2 separate regions of the Triticum aestivum genome follow, and region 2 is linked to region 1. The links are chromatin contacts, called in public Hi-C maps. All regions are on one chromosome and are shown on one strand. The core of a region is the stretch at or near the end of the contact, and the rest is flanking DNA. Distances in the headings are between cores, read along the strand shown. Region 1 holds the start of LOC123058169 (protein SPEAR1). Region 2 holds the start of LOC123060805 (casein kinase 1-like protein 3).

The links. A called contact is a pair of places that touch in the nucleus more often than the background predicts.
Region 2: a Hi-C map of leaf shows a contact between it and region 1, with 8 times the contacts expected there. The contact joins the promoter of LOC123060805 here to the promoter of LOC123058169 in region 1. A contact is called at or near these places in 2 of 5 Hi-C or Micro-C datasets (both in leaf).

Annotation. Positions count from the first base shown.
Region 1 is chr3A:159,256,504-159,259,736 of IWGSC CS RefSeq v2.1, reverse strand. It overlaps LOC123058169 (protein SPEAR1), which reads right to left and starts at 1,740. Exons shown (of 2, transcript XM_044480982.1): 1 at 1,153-1,740; 2 at 480-1,058. The coding sequence starts at 1,428. The coding sequence ends at 801.
Region 2 is chr3A:160,043,955-160,047,187 of IWGSC CS RefSeq v2.1, reverse strand. LOC123060805 (casein kinase 1-like protein 3) reads right to left here and starts at 1,693. Exons shown (of 15, transcript XR_006428156.1): 1 at 1,381-1,693; 2 at 1,230-1,270; 3 at 453-522; 4 at 208-356.

The DNA.
Region 1 (3,233 bases), core at 491-2,990:
CCTTGCAAATATGTAGTCGTGCACATGCATCGAGTGTAGGGAGTAGCTCGTTGGGGATGGCACTCACGTCCAACTCGACTAGATTAATTTGAAGTTATAAACATTCTCTTATGCCAGCTCGGTTCAACGACAGGTGTGTCGTGTGCTGGCCGAGCCTATCACCTTGAGATTGAGCACATTCGGATGATACCTTGGTCATAGTCGGCAAGGACGAGAATGAGGATAAGCGACGACACGAGTGGGACGATTTTTTTAATAAAGAATATGGATCTGTTGGAAGGAGGGTATTGAACTATGCTTATGGAGCCAGGGGCATGAGATATTTTTTCTCCCGATACAACGGACAGACATGTTTGCTGGTAAGAAAAGAAAAGAAGGAAAAGAGTGATGGACCCAAGTACAGGCACATCACAGCCATATAGGCCGCTTAAATTCCCCCGTCTGAAATCAATTTGAAAGTACTACGCAACACATGTATGTAAAGTTTCCTCTACAAACTGGTAACCATTTCAATTAATAAGGTGTTAAACAAGATTTACATGCATGTATCGGTCGCGCGTGGCAGCGTACGTTTATCAGTCATCCCACAGTTCCAGAACGAAAGCATCAGCCATTCCGTCAGCAAATTAAGCAGCAGCTAACTCTGGCACCGCCAGTTTGATAGCTAATCGATCAATCTAATTCTAAGCCCCTCCTCTGATCCTCTCCCTCTCTCCCGCATGGCGCTTCGCCCATGCATGCACGGACACATGATTAATTAGAGTAGACACTTCGATCTATCGAGCTCACCGTGGCGTCTCCTACAGCCTCAGCTCCAGATCTAGCTCTTCCGTGCTTCCGGCGCCGCCGCGGCCGCTGGACTCGTGGCTGTGGCGCATCCAGTAGTCGTACTCGTGAGGCGTCTGCTGCTGCCTCTGTCCTGACGACGACGAGTCATGGACGACGAAGAGCGGCGACGTCGACGGCGGCCGGCTGGAGCTGTTAGGCAGCAGGTTCTCCGCGTAGTACTGGCTGTACTGCACGTCAGCGATCCTCCGGTCCATCGCCTCAAAGCAACCCTGAGAAACCACGCGCGCGCACAAAGGTAAGCTTAAGCTACGCATACATGTCATCTGATGCATGCAGCATTTCGATTTTCAAGTAGGTACTTACAGCTAGATAGGGCTGGAAAGACGATGCGGCGCCGGCCGTCGGGACTGCGGCGTACGGCACCTGCTGCGGCGGAGGCGGCGGAGGCAGGCCGGAGCGGTACGCGGCGATCATCTGGTTCTGCATCCGGATCTTCTCCAGCTGCGCGACGCCGAGCCCGCGCTGCGGCTGCTTGGCGGCCTTCATCTCCGCCGCCTTCTTCCCGCCGCGCCTCCCCGCCCTGCCGGCGCCAGCCTCCAAGCACATCTCGCCGGCTCCGTCGACGCTGCTGCTCCCCATATAGTATCACCCGCGTGCTATGCAACAATGCGTTTATATACACCGACGATGGCGACTCACCAACAGCGACAGCCAGCAGGGCGCGCATATATATACAAGTAGGAGTCCATGAGGGCGCCATTGATTATTGGTGATCCATCGTCGACGGGGCGCTAGCTGGACGAGATCCTTGGAAAGATTCAGGCCGATCTGCCGCGGCGATTTTCTAAGCCACATCTCCAGCTTCCAAGAACGATCGCCCTCGCCAAGTAGGACGTGACTTTTCCCCCCTTGATCGCGCGATCGTGTCCATTAAAATTAAAATACCGAGCCTGGATGTCTTTCCCTCCGCGGAGATTTTAAATTGGATCCACCCGGCTCACATGTCAGTGGCTGTATATGAAGATCTGGTGGGAGATGGCCACTCGTGGAGCTCCTGGCCAACAGGGGTTGTGGACAATATGATAGTGCCCACGCGTTGGGTGAGGGTGTTTTAAAGGGGATCCACGCTTGTCGCGAGCCCTGCAATTTGCGTCGGCATCACTGTCACAGCTAGCTAGCATGCACAAGCATACATGATTCGATCCCATCATGCGCCCGAGTACGCCCAGGCCCAGCCATCTTGGGCTGCTAATCATTAACAAAATCGCCAACTCGTGTAGTTGACGTACTCCGTGACAGCGGAAAGAGCCTCAGCAATATGCATATACAAAACGGGAGGCAGCTGGGAAGCGGAGAAATCGTATCAGGATCATAGCCTGATCTGCACGTAGATTATGCAAGGACTTGAAGATCCGCGGATCAATATATATCCGCAGATGAGTAAGTACTCCTAGATCGATCGATCGATCCGAGTTTAATTAGTTGCCTCCGCCTCGTGAATCGTTGGCGCATTTCGACCGGCGCGTGAGGACTGCATCGGGGTAATCGCAGCCTCGCAGGTTGCATACGTGCGATGCAAGTGATGTGATCTATCCATATCCCGGGGGTGCTTAATGCGTTGAAAAATGAGATCGGAAGGTGCTTAAGCCTAGATCAGTGCAGATTTGGGAGATCCCATATCGTGGGCTTGTGGTTGGTAACTACGCATGGGGATGTGATCTTCCTAGGACATGGGAGATGCGCGCGCGATTCACGCTAGTCTTTCGCGTGCTGTGCAAATTACTGACGTTCAAGAGGTTTGGACGTAGTATCTTTTCTTTTTTTGAGTTGTAGTATATATCTTGGAAGAACCGGTGATCTAACTCACAGATCACATGCAACAATACGCGTGGATATGTGCCTTCATCTGCTACCTTTTCATTTTTTTCTTGTTTAGCTCGGTTTATAGCCCCACGTAGCGATGTTGGTTTCCTTGTGTGAAGATGGCTTGTCTAATTTTCATTTAGAGCATTACATGGAGTGTCCTCCAGCGGTTATCATGTCTCGGAAATGAGCTTCCATAGACGCGAGATATATCGCCTTAGAATGGCGGGTGTGGGGAGAGGGGGTGGTTTCCCAGCTCGATTTTTTCAGTGGAATTGCTTTTTTCGCGAATACGCAAAGCTTACGTATCTTTCATTGATAGAAGGAAATAGAATGGGTACAAAGTTAGGTAGAATACATGACACAAATGCAAGAAGGTGCGAACATGCTGCACGGAGCAAAGGAACAAGGGATGCTTGGTCCAGAACAGAGGATACACACAGCTAAACCCATCAAGACCCAACAAGAGAGGCAGACCGAACAAGTAATGGATTTAACATCGGCAAAGTCACCACCAGGGACAACCACAAGCGAACAAGATAGCGCCTTCAAGAAGGAGAACGGCGCCGAGACGCCGGCGC
Region 2 (3,233 bases), core at 444-2,943, 790 kb before region 1:
ATTGAAAAGAGCAACACAATAATGGAACTCTCCAAGGAAATCCTCAAGAATAGACATTCAGTGTTTGGTTACCATCAGATATATTTCTTTTTTCCTGTGAGTTCCACAAGAATTCAAATTGCTGAACAAACGTTGACACTTTCCAAATGGCTTTCAGTGTTCGGCATAAGGTAATGAAATAAAGTGAAATAAACGGTTACTAATTACCATTTGGTCTGCAAGCATTAGGACAGTCTTCAAGGTGAATTTTCTGCCGCAGTAGACAAACAAATTCTCTAAGCTCGGCCCCAACAGATCAATGATAAGAACATTTTCCTCCCCATCTACACCACACCATTTAACATTCGCAATGCCACCTGGAAGCCAAAACATTCCCTGTCAACTCCGGATCTTATCCAAATAAACCCACCAACCATGGAACTAAGGAGAATTGGATGACAGGGCATACATACTTCCTCCTTGCAGGGCGTTGTAGATCTTTGCCTCATAAAACAGCTGGGGGTGCTTTGAGCTGCTACTTTCCTGCCAGTGAGGTTACCAAAATAAGGATTCGGAGATGGTGTGTGCAAGAAAAAGGGGTTTCACTAGGCAAGTAGGCAGTGCATATAACAATAACACTCAAACTTTCCTTTCCCACTGGTATGCTTGCTCTCACAAGGCAAGCCATGAAGTGGGATGGGGGGAAAGCAGGGGCACCAACTGAGCTTTGACAATAACAATCAAACTTTCCGCTCCCACTCGTATGCTTGGTCTCACAACTTTTTCCTGCAAGGCTACAAATACAATTCCTCTACGCCAAGCGTCATTATGACCAACCACCACCTGTATCGATCATCACCCAAGATGCTAAGAGGGAGCATTCTAGAAAGGAAAGGGGAAAGCAGGCCAAGTAGCCATACAATTAAATAAAAGGCGTGTGCTTCGACCTTTCTGACTACATGATTACCAGCATTTTCTAATCCCATTATGATCAGCCCAAAACAAGCAAGAGCGACGACTAACAGACAAATTCGGGACAGCAATCGAATAATGCATCCGCGCGAGTGGAAGCAAGCAAACCAATCCAGCATTCCACCTATATATCCGCTTAACTCAACAGCAATCCAATCAGGCAATCACCCACCTCTCCACTTGAGCCAACTACTCAACAGCAACCCAATCGAAAATTGAAGTATGAAACAGGGCAGAACAGGGCAGGGCTGAGAGGAAACAGGGGATACAGGACTCACAATCTTCACCGCGACGATCTCGTAGGTGTCCATATCCGTGGCTGCAGCAGCAGCAACAGCGACAGCATCAGACGGCTATGGATAGAGTCGAAGAGGAAAAAAAACTGAACAAACGCGGGCGGCGGCGGCGGGGAATCGAACGATCGCTCACCGAGGTAGATGACCCCGAAGGAGCCGGAGCCGATCTTCCGGCCGAGCTTGAACTTGCGGCCGACGATGCGGTCCATGCCGCCAGTCCTGAACACTTCTTCCCCCGCCCGATTCCAGAGGAGGGGACGGCGGGCGGCGTCGTGTGGTGGGGGCTTCGGGTTTGCCTGGCGTGGAGCGGGGGCAGAAGAGAAACGCGCGGTGAGACGTGCGAACTGAGAAGAGAAGAGACGGTGGTGGGGTTCACTGGCGCTGCGTCGGTCGCTTGCTTTATTTCGGCCGCGGGGTCGAGTCGGGTCGGCCGAGAGAGTCTTCTCTCTCGGAAAGGGGAGACGGGCCGGCGTAGGGCCGCGGCGGAACGGGGCGGTCGTAATAGCCGTGTGGGTTAGGTGACGTGACGGCGGCTTAATCTTATCCCCTGTGGGGTGGCGCTTCTCACGCGGGATGTGCCACGTTTTCGACAATCGGTCTCTGGCTCGCGGCGTCGGTGTTGCGCGTGCTTGCGTTCCACGTCATAATTTTCCATACACATTACTTTGAGTAGTCATAGATTTTGTTTCCATCTTATAATTTGTCTTTACAATAGCGCCTCTGTTCTGTATAAATCTATCTATAGTTAACAAACTACATCAAGAATCCTGAAAAAGGAATAGGTATGTGATACACGGTAAGTAAACTGACACCCGAAAATTCTATAAAAATTATATCTATAAGTTTTGGAATATTTAATAATTTTTATAAGTTTTGGGATATTTAATATTTTTTTAGAAAAAGAAGCATCCAGACGGTGCCCGGGGGGGCCACACGGGCTAGGGTGCGACCTACCCCCTAGTCGCGCCACCTGTCCGTGTGGGGGGCACGTGCACCTTCCTGACTCCGTCTTTCGCACGTAAGCTTGTCCTGCACGGTAAAAATTCCTATAAATTCCTGAAATATTCTGATCTACGTAAAGATTTCCTCTTGTTTTCATTTCGAGCTATTTTCTATCAGTGTTTTGAGGACAAGTTCGCCATGTTTTCTTCCTCCTACACCGTTGATGATGATGCTTAGCGGTTGAAGGAGGAGATTGAGAGAGAGCTTATGGAGCATGTTGTGATGGAGGAGGAATCAGTGAACTCCATAGAAGCTCAGGCACCAGAATCTTTACGGGAAATCCTAGCTAGCATCTCGACTACCCCAGTTTCATCCAGGACCCCGAAGACAACAAGAATTCACTTGGGCTTCAAGGTATTAGAGGGATCCATTTCAAAGAAGCCCTCGACCAGGTTACATAGGAATCCTTTTCATAATTTGGTTAACAATTATGGAGTTGAGAATAATTCCCAATTGTGTATACCCTCCAACTGAGACATCTCCCATCCAAGCGAAAGTGATGCATGAAGGAAAAGCTATGGGGACCAGAAAACAAGGATATCATGTGTGAGGTGAAGAATAATGCTACACAATGACTGCTTCATAAGATCCAATACCTGAAGGAGATCCTTTTGGATTTCCTCAAATAGAATAAGTGAGCTCCTTCACCACCAGCATTAGCAAAGAAGGAGACTTGAGTACTTGGGTATGGGCACCCCCCTTGGCTTGCTCCAAACTTGGCAGAGGTGCTCCGGTATCGTATCATCACCTCTATCATCATTATTATCTATTAGTTCGATCATTAGTTAAATCGTGGTTTAGAAAAAAGTTATAATATGAAATAGTTCATAATATGTGTTATGGTTCCTTCGTGTTTTCGTCGTGTCCGTTGGTGAGAGTATCTATAATAAAGAATAGTATGAGATTTTTTTTGTTTTTTCATTATTGTGTATCTTAGCATTGCAAATCATTTCATATGTGTATCTCATGGGAAGTAGTGGCTTC